Regions from separate parts of the Mus musculus genome. Here region 2 is linked to region 1. A link is a contact called in public HiChIP or PLAC-seq data. All regions are on one chromosome and are shown on one strand. The core of a region is the stretch at or near the end of the contact, and the rest is flanking DNA. Distances in the headings are between cores, read along the strand shown.

Region 1 (4,647 bases), core at 1,376-3,875:
TAAAAAACTATAAGGGAAGAAGTAAATTACTAAGAAACTGGTGAATGGCAAGTATCAGCTGCTCTGTACCATATTTAAAAATATCACTGAAGAGAAGAGCTTGCCACCTGTTGAGGGTTAGAATTAACAAGAATTTAAGACAGGGAGTCAAGACAAACTGAGAGCTTCCATGTAGGTGAGAAGGCATGGCACTTTTCCTTACAACCCAGAAAAACATTGCGCTTCTGCATACGTGAATTCTGTAAGGAGTGTTTTTAAAATGTGTTCTTCTTCCTCCCCCTTTTACAAACTCAGATGCTCTAGGGTAGGGTGTATCCAAAAGTGTGTGTTTACAGAGCTCTGAAGGTGAGAGTGATGAACACTCAAGAGGGTTGTTCTACCACACTCGGGACAGTGGTCCAGGAAGCTCAGCTAAGCACCAAGTATATACTAAGCTACAAAGTATATACCAAGTATGTACCTTACTACATGCCTGACACATCCTCTCCCCTTCCAAATATCCAGTGAATAACCAGGAATGGGAAGACAGTTTGGACCACATAAAGTAATACACTCCAGAGAGCAGGCTCTTATTTACAAACCTGAGACTCAGAATTCTAGGAGGTCCTTTCAGTAAGGTAAAATGAGAGACTTGGATTCCTTTTTTGATCAACAGAAGGCTGGGCCATTAATGGCTGACCATAATCTCTATAGACTTCCTGAGAGTTGTGGGATTTTGTCCTTGGCCTCTATTGGAAAGTTGGCTGGCTTATAGTATTGTAAGACTCTGGCAAGCCTTAACTTACTGGAGACCCCCTGAGTGAAAGACTCAGAGTCGGGGATCGATGCAAAACCAAGATGAATTTGATTGTTCCAGCATGCTGGGATTGCCTGCACACAAAGGAAAGAGAATGACCCTGTGCAGCATGTTTGGCGAGTTTTTATACAGTTTTCAGAGCAGCAGCCATTAGGCACAATATGATTGGCAGAATAGTGTGACTTTTAAACTGATTGGTCTTTAGGGAATGAGGTGTTAAGACTTCCCTTATCTGTAGGTGGCCAATGGTTGGTCCACAATGTGTCTACAGGTTCTGGGCTTCCCCCACTTGCAGGTGGCCAATGGTCAGTCCCCCCAACCCTCTGTGGTCTGAGGAATGTAATTAAGCCTCTCCCTTCTAGAGGGGAGGGGTGCCTAATGCTCCATGACCTTTCTCTTCCAGGAGGGAGGGGTCTAGTGGAATTTTCCAAATGCCCTGAGCTGACCTCTTCAGTATGTACCTTGCCTCATAAGAAGACTGGCTAGTTGTCTATGGCAACAGACAAGAAAGGAGAACTAAGAGCTACCATAGTTTGAAATAATAAATAATATTTTCCCACAGTGAAATTGTTGAGAATGAAGAGACAAGGAACATCCAATAGCATGACTTATGAAATAATGCAGTTTTGTGGGACAGGCTCTGTGGACTAGTTATGACCATGTAATACATGGGGGCAGCATTTTAAGTCAAGTTGATAAGTCCTTACTCCTGGGAATAGAAATAGAACTTGCAGTTTGGGTAAATTACCCTGTCAAGGAGTGCAGAGTGGGTAGGAGAGATGGATTTTTAGATGAGGAAATTCTATTAGAAGGTTTAAATAAAGAACTATGCATAAGCAGAACATACAAGAGAAAACCTAGAGGTACATGAAGAAGAAAACAAGAGGCATTTAAGAGAAAGCAATAGATACTGATAAGTTCAACAAACCTGAAAACATTCATTAGTAACCCCAGAACAACAGTCTTTAAAATTCTCCACACACTAAAAGCTGGGACAAAGCAACTGCCAGTGCACAGATGTCGGGTGGCATTCACACCTACCACAGAGGGGTTCTGAAATGAACAAACCAACAATTCCAGGTGTTCCTAAGACATTCTTTCCCACTTTTTCAGAATGGCTAGAACCATCTTAAAGCCAGAATCCTGACTAAACAAGGTGAGGTCAAACAGGTACAAAGTCAGCAATCACAACCACAGCTTCACATAAACAGAAATCAGGATTTCCCAAATCCTGTGATTAGGTCAGGAAATCTCAAATCCCTGAACCAATTGATTAATACAACTCTGATGGCTTCAGGAAACAAATCGAAGTGGAGTTAGTTAAGAGGAGGCCGTGTAAGAAAAGCTATACTTAAACATAATTTGTCCCTTCCTTCCTTGCCTTTAGGGGAAGTGCGATGGAAGATGTTGCCCAGATCATAGCCCCCGTTTGGGCAAAGTTCTAGGTTATCATCTCAGTATCCTTCTTGCACTTTGATCTTAGTCATGCTGACAAAGGAAACAAGTGGAGTAAGCTAGACAAGCCCCTAAAGCGAGGTAATCATGACGGATGAGCATAGGGCTGAGCTGTTCCAGCTGGCCTCCCAGGCCCTCAGCAGGCCCTGTGTGATGTATTAGCAGGAGGAGCCCAGGTGCGGAGACCTTGCTTGCAGGCTCACCGAGTGCAGTCAGGCCATTAACTGATGGAAGCATTGAGTAACTGATGAAAAAAGCATGCAACGGAACGCCAGCCAGGAAATGGTTACAAATTAGAAAAAGAAAGCGCTATCAAGGGCAGAGGGGCCTCCTATGCCACAGCCATAAAAGCACTTCCTCTTTTTCTTGACTTCAGAAACACAGAGTGGAATTCTCTCCATATGAAATCTGTCCCAAGTCACCGGCTGCACTAAACCCCAACCTGTCCTTTTCGATGTGTTCGCACCGCAGTCACGCAGAAACAGATGTCCCTGTTTTGCTGTCACGTTGTTAAGGTAAAGTGTCACAGGACTTAGGGAATATCAGCCTATGACCTTTCCAGTGAGATTCTCCAGCACCCCATAGATTCTTTGGTTCTCTAAAAAAATCTGGATCCTTCAAGTTAGAGAAAGGTCACCAGCATGGTGACTCTGACAGGCTCTGTGACTGAGTTTAGCAGGACTTCCCTCAGCTCGCAAGTTTGGTGTAATTCTGATCCCTAAAAGTTTATTTATCTCATGATTCCTGTTGTACTGTCCTGGCTATCTGAGAATCATGGCCTCAGGCCAGGCTCCTATACTCCTAAAGCAGTCAGAATCTGCATTCGCAACACACACACACCCTTCTCTCTCTCTCTCCTCCCAATCAGTCACATATAAACAGAAATCAGCTTCAGTCACCACATTTCTGTTTGTCTCTCTAACAAGAGAGCTACTTTTTGAACTAAGCCTAATTGTGGCATCCTCCCACCAACAAACCAAGCACATATGGTGTCCTCTGGAGTTCGTAGAATGAATGGATCAGCCTGGACTGTCCATATTTATTGTGACCAAACACAACCTATATTTATTTCTCTTTCTATTTTGGATTGTTTTTTAGTGATTTAACTAAACCACTTCTTAAAAATGGTTTCTAGTTATACGTGGGTACAGGTTGGGATGTTTATAGGAATGATATTGTTCCTGACATAGTCAGCAGGAGTCAGTTCTCTCCCTTCAGAGACAGGCTATCCCAAAGGAAGATAAATAAAACTTTACTTTCAACAAAAATTCCATTAACTCCTTTATAATAAAAAGCAGAATTTTAACCCCAAAGCTGAAACCCTTACTAAGAATGTAATCAAAATACAAATTTTCCAAAAAAGCAATTAGGGAAGGATCTGAAGAGAAGCTTGTAGGCAAAGAGCATTCCTATCTTGAGTGCAGAGGCCTTAGAGGTACTGAGAGAGGTCACAGATCACGTATATACAGAGATGTGGGCTACAGACAGACAGAGGCCATGAGCATGCTTCCATGTGGTCCAGAGAAAAGAAGACAGGAAAGAATGAAGGCAGGAAAGGGCCATAACAAGACTGTGGAACCTTTTAAAGACATCAAGTGAGACAGTCAGCAGTTCACTTCTGTGAGAAACTGTGAGAAAACCTAGTGAAGAGCTTGAGCAGAATCACACATGCCGTAGTTTCCTGAGTCGGCCTGGAATGGGCTTCATACAAACAGTTGCCTTTCTAAAATGCTTGCTCTAATTTCATAGTCAATTTCAATTCAGTCATCATTTTAATTCTTGTTAATGTTTATTCTTATCACAAGAATCCTATTTTTAATATTGTCACTTCATAACTCATTCATCAATCATACAGAAAGTCCAGCTCATCAGATCAAGTAAGATTAAGTAAAAGTCCAAATAAGGAAGTAACAGTCAATGTTGTTGTCCAAGTGCCGTATTCACTCTATCACTTAAATGAAATAATTCCTCCCAGAATATCACACATATGCAAGCATAATGGTTACAAACCCAAAATAATTTGATCTGAGTTATATTATAGACTATTTATATGAATCATTTACATATTGTTACTACAATAATCTATAATAACAATAATTTACATGAAATTATATATATATATATATATCAGTTGGTAGAATGTTGATAACTTTTACCCATGTACAATTTATTATAAGCAATTTATCAAACCTCAAAACTACCTAGTGATTTCATCAGGTTTTAGTCTATTTCCATGAAAATATTCTAACAACTGATAGTAAGTTTTAGTAACATCTTGAATTAATTATCTCATATTTTCTCATAATTAGATATAAAAATATGTTTTTCCCCTCATGAAATAGAGAAAAGACATGATGGAGCTCAAGTAAAGAAAGAATACATAGAAAGCATATTAA
Region 2 (4,647 bases), core at 1,578-4,077, 250 kb after region 1:
TTTTAAAAATTGGAAAAAAAAGAAATACAATGTGTAGTTCAAAACTCTAGCAAGAAAGAAAATGAGTTTATTTTTCTAATTCATAGTGCTCATGTTTAACTCTGTATCCTTGTCCATCTGAAATAGCATATGAACACAGCTGATGCTGGTTTCAGTCTTTATCACGAATAATCAAAAGCCATTGTCCAGGAACTGCACAGCGCTGTTCATGGTAGAAACACAAAAAGGGACTTAGGTTGTTTTTCAGACAGCTTTTCAGTATCTCTCTTAGAGTGGAAAGTTTCTACCCAAGTAATATTCCAAAAACATCAAGGTATGAGTTATTACTACTAAAATCCTAGAAGTCCTTCCTGAACTTAAAAGGGGTTGGGCATATCTCAACATATTAAACACAATAAAAAGGGGCAATTAGGAATCTATTGTGCAAAAATTCAAGCAGGATATTCCGATTTGCATTTTACTTTTCTCCTTAAAGCCAACCTTAAAAATAGTTATTTGGATGGAACACAGAGCCCCTAATGAAGGAGCTAGAGAAAGTACCCAAGGAGCTAAAGGGGTCTGCAACCCTATAGGAGGAACAACAATATGAACTAACCAGTACCCCCAGAGCTGTGTTGCATATGTAGCAGAGGATGGCCTAGATGGCCATCAATAGGAGGAGAGGCCCTTGGTATTGCGAAGATTATATGCCCAAATACAGGGTAATGCCAGGACCAGGAAGCAGGAGTGGGTGGGTTGGGGAGCGGACAGGGGGAGGGTAAAGGGGGCCTTGGGGATAGCATTTGAAATGTAAATGAAGAAAATATCTAATAAAAAATGCCTTTAAAAAGTGATTTGGATCATAGGCTAGCCTTGATATACTACTAACAGTCCTATAGGCTAGCCTGTGGTATAAGGTGCTGTTATATTGAGCTGGATCACCATTTTAAACACAGAAGTGAATTTTCACTTAGGATTTCAATGTAGGTTGTAAGGAGAAATTCTCTCCCTGCTTTTGTTCTAGGATTGATTTTCTTCCTACCACTCTTCAATTTGGCTATTCTGATCCTGCTAACACCCTTTCATCCTCAGGGATACATTTCCCAGGCTGAGGAAAAAGTAGACTTATGCATATTCTGGAGCTCTTTGGTAAAGGTATATTATTAGAACAGGGGCTTCTGTCACAGTTGTTGAGCTGTTGTAACAGCTGAAAAATGCAAGTAACTATAGGTCTGTGGCTGGGGTAGGTACAGAAATGACTTTAAAAGGTACCGTTAAGTACCTTGGTACATAGTATTTATACTAAACACACAGTAGACACCAGACACTATGCTACAGACATTCAACACACTGATGTGCCAATTCATCACCACAACCCTGAGGCAGACAGTATTTTCAACTATTAAATAAATGAAGATCTTCTGCAGAATGAATCAGTGCTTCAAAGGACTTAATTCCCAAGCCCCTGCTACAAGCCAAACAGCACGTCCTCATATGATGCTATCCTTGGCGGCTGTGTGCCTCAGGAGTAACAATCAAAAGGAAATGATGGGCAATATTCAACTGGAAAGAGGATGGTCAACTAAAACCATATCTTCACAGGAGTAAAAGTTCTCATGGTGGCTACAATTGGAAACAACCATTTTAGGGATGTTTTCTGCAACTTAAGTACTGCTTTGAAAACATAAAAAATTATTTTAGGAAAAATATTGTAAAATTAATTCCTTTCCCATTGATCAAGTCCTAATAAACAACCTAGGAAGGAATCTTAAAGTTTGAAGGAAACATCCCAACTGCCTTCCCAACAAACGACGATCGCATTTAAGCTAAAGCTATATTGCTTTCCGGTGGATAGGCATTTTTCTTTGCTGAAATTAATTAGAGTAAACATTTTCATTCATTTAGCGATGCATGTTACAAATCAGGCGCCCCTCCCTCCATAAAAGGAAATACACAGGCTCAGGAAACACAGTCAGATATACACACACCTGTTACTTTATTCCTTTTTCCGCTACATTTGTTGCAACAGATGAAAACCCACATCAGACTAAGGAAGAACTGCGCAAGTAGTTGTTTTATTTCAAGAAACTAGCTTTCTCAGGCTGGGCTTTTCTAAAGCATGGTCTTTAATCTGTCCAACTGTCTTTTCTAACATGCAGACCTAACCAGCTGTTAACAGGTCCTTTCATAAGCACCTGATACATCTCTCAAAATATAAAATCTCCCTCAGGATGTTACTGTACCTGCAAATGTGCTTACATTCATTCCATGGTTGAAACTAACTCCCTACAAGATTATAGTTAAACTTTTTTTCCTGGGAAGACATAGTCTTCTTTATAAAACTACCCTAGAGACATTCCAAGATCGCAGAAAGGCTGGCACTTCCTCCAGCAAGCACATCCCAGGTTGATGCTATTTCCACAGTCCAGCCTTCATTCCTTTCTAGTCTCAACAATTTCCACAGAGATCAAGCCTGTATGTTAGTGTGTGCAGCCCAGAGTAGTACTCTCTCAGCTCAAAGAATTAGCAGCATACCCCATGCTAAGGTTATATAATGACAGACCAACTCCTGCAAAAAGTGGGGTGGGGGAAGACAGTGAACAGCAGTGGTAATTCAACAAAATGAAAATCGTTTCCAGGAATCCCTATGAATACTTTGAACCAAAGAAGAAAGGTAATTTTACCTTAAATAATCAGTGTGTATATCAGTAGCCCTGAGGGGGAGGGGGGTGGAAATCATCTAATAATAAGATCTTGGTCGGAAATTCTTGCAAGGCCCAACTGAAATTTACAATCCCGTTACCAGGTTACAAGAGTGACATCTAGTGGACTCTTCCTGAAATGACTAAGGGGGGATTCAAATTAGAGCAAGGATTCCCAAAGCCTAATGTGAGAGTGAATCTCTGCTGGAAGAGTGAACCAGAGCCTGTCACATCTAACAAACACGCAGATGATACCCCTGCTGCCATTCCTAGACCTCTCATTGGAGCCATGTCCCAAGAGAGCTCACATCTGTTCCTACCCTCAGAAGACAAGTGGGTCAAAGGGACCCTTGACTCTGTCAGTGTTCCGACTTCATAGCCCCGCTCAGCAGCATAAATGCTGTTCCCTGTCTGCTCAGGTCTCCAATACATATTCACTTCAGCACTGAATACAATATATATTCCCTTTCATTGCAAACACCCCTTGTAGACTTTTGGTTTGCAATACTGGGGATGGAACTAGAGTCCATGAACGTAGAAAGAAACATTCTGCCACTGAACTATATATACAGCTAGACCCTAACTGAATTTTAGTATTAATTTTTACTTGTTTCAGAGCTCAATTTTTCTCCCACTACTCAAGTTAATTCGTTTTTGAATAGGGATCCACCATGGTAAGGTAACAAACCTATTCAGAATTTTAATACATTTTTCTGGGTTTATTTCTAAGAACTTCTAAGAAGCATAACTACAGAAACTCCAACTGCTGCCCAAATCCAGAACTGTGTGACTTATTCTAAAGAACCTTGACCTCTACACAGAATTATCAGTCTAGTATTTTTTTTGTTATTTTGAAGTTAGCAAAATGATGTTGTCATTTATTCACTTTACATCCCTATTGCAGGCCCCTGTGCTACCCTCACAAATTCCTCCTCCTATTGCTCCATCACATTCTACTCAGAGAAGGGGAAGCCCCCTTAGGTACTACCCTGACCCAGGACATCAGTCCCAGCAGGACTAATATCCTCTCCAACTGAAGCCTGTGCAGGCAATTCAGCTAGAGGAAAGAGATCCACTGGAGGGCAACAGAATTAAAGACTGCCCCTGTTCCAGTTGTTAGGGCACCCACACATCTGCTAGAAATTGTGAGAGTCCTAAGTGGAGCCACTGCATGATCTTTAGTTGGTGGTTCAGTCTCTGTGAGCTATCATGGGCCCAGGTTAATTAACTGTGTAGACCTTTTTGTGGTAATAGCCAGAAACTGGAACCAACTTAGATGTCCTTCAACTGAAGAATGGATAAAGAAAATGTGGTACATATACACAATGGAATACTATTAAAAACAACAACATCATGAAATTTGAAGGCAAATAGATGGAAGTAGAAAATATCATTCTCAGTGAGGTAACCCAAACCCAGAAATGCACACATGGTATGTATTCACTTATAAATGGACATTAGCCATAAAGTACAGGATAACCATGATACAATCTACAGACCCAAAATAAACTAAGTAATAAGGAGTGCCCAAGGTAGGAAGCTTGAATCTCACTCAGAAAGGGAAATAAAATAGATATCAGAGGCAGATGGAGAGAGGGACCTGGGTAGAAGAAGGAGTGAGACAGGGAATGGGAATGGGGATCAGCTGTGCGGAGGGGTGTGGGAGAAGGCTGAGAGAGAGAACAGAAATCTGTGTGGGGCATCTCTGGGACTAGTGGGAGATGTGGAATGGAGGAGGCTTCCAGAAGTCTATGGGGTTGACCCTATCTGAGACTCCTAGAAGCTGGGGCAATGGAGAGTGAAGTGGCCACCTCCTGTAGCCAAGCCCAAAATTTGTCCTGCCTACAAGATGCACAGGGATAAAAATGAAGCAGAGATTGAGGGAATGGCCAACTAATGACTGGTCCAACTTGAGACACATTCCATAGGAGAGAGCCAACTTCTGACACTTTTAATGATACTCTAC

Evidence for each region. HiChIP or PLAC-seq counts read pairs in DNA pulled down with a chosen protein or histone mark.
Region 2: a contact with region 1 is called in an H3K27ac HiChIP or PLAC-seq map of double positive thymocytes, with 3 times the contacts expected there. The contact joins two enhancer-like sites. A contact is called at or near these places in 1 of 39 promoter capture datasets (pre-B cells), 2 of 115 datasets of contacts at active chromatin or transcription factors (double positive thymocytes and large pre-B cells) and 1 of 9 other capture datasets (embryonic stem cells).

The regions. Positions count from the first base shown.
Region 1 is chr13:17,182,961-17,187,607 of GRCm38.p6, forward strand. All of the region lies in intron 12 of Sugct (succinyl-CoA glutarate-CoA transferase), which reads right to left. Among named protein-coding and RNA genes, the nearest start is that of Gm25020, 21 kb to the right of the region's middle. Within about 2 kb of position 2,626, at least 74 of the 459 cell types and tissues checked have an H3K27ac peak or open chromatin away from gene starts, as enhancers often do. A contact at or near this core is called in double positive thymocytes, where this site is marked.
Region 2 is chr13:17,429,849-17,434,495 of GRCm38.p6, forward strand. All of the region lies in intron 9 of Sugct (succinyl-CoA glutarate-CoA transferase), which reads right to left. Among named protein-coding and RNA genes, the nearest start is that of Gm24873, 8.6 kb to the right of the region's middle. Within about 2 kb of position 2,828, at least 11 of the 459 cell types and tissues checked have an H3K27ac peak or open chromatin away from gene starts, as enhancers often do. A contact at or near this core is called in double positive thymocytes, where this site is marked.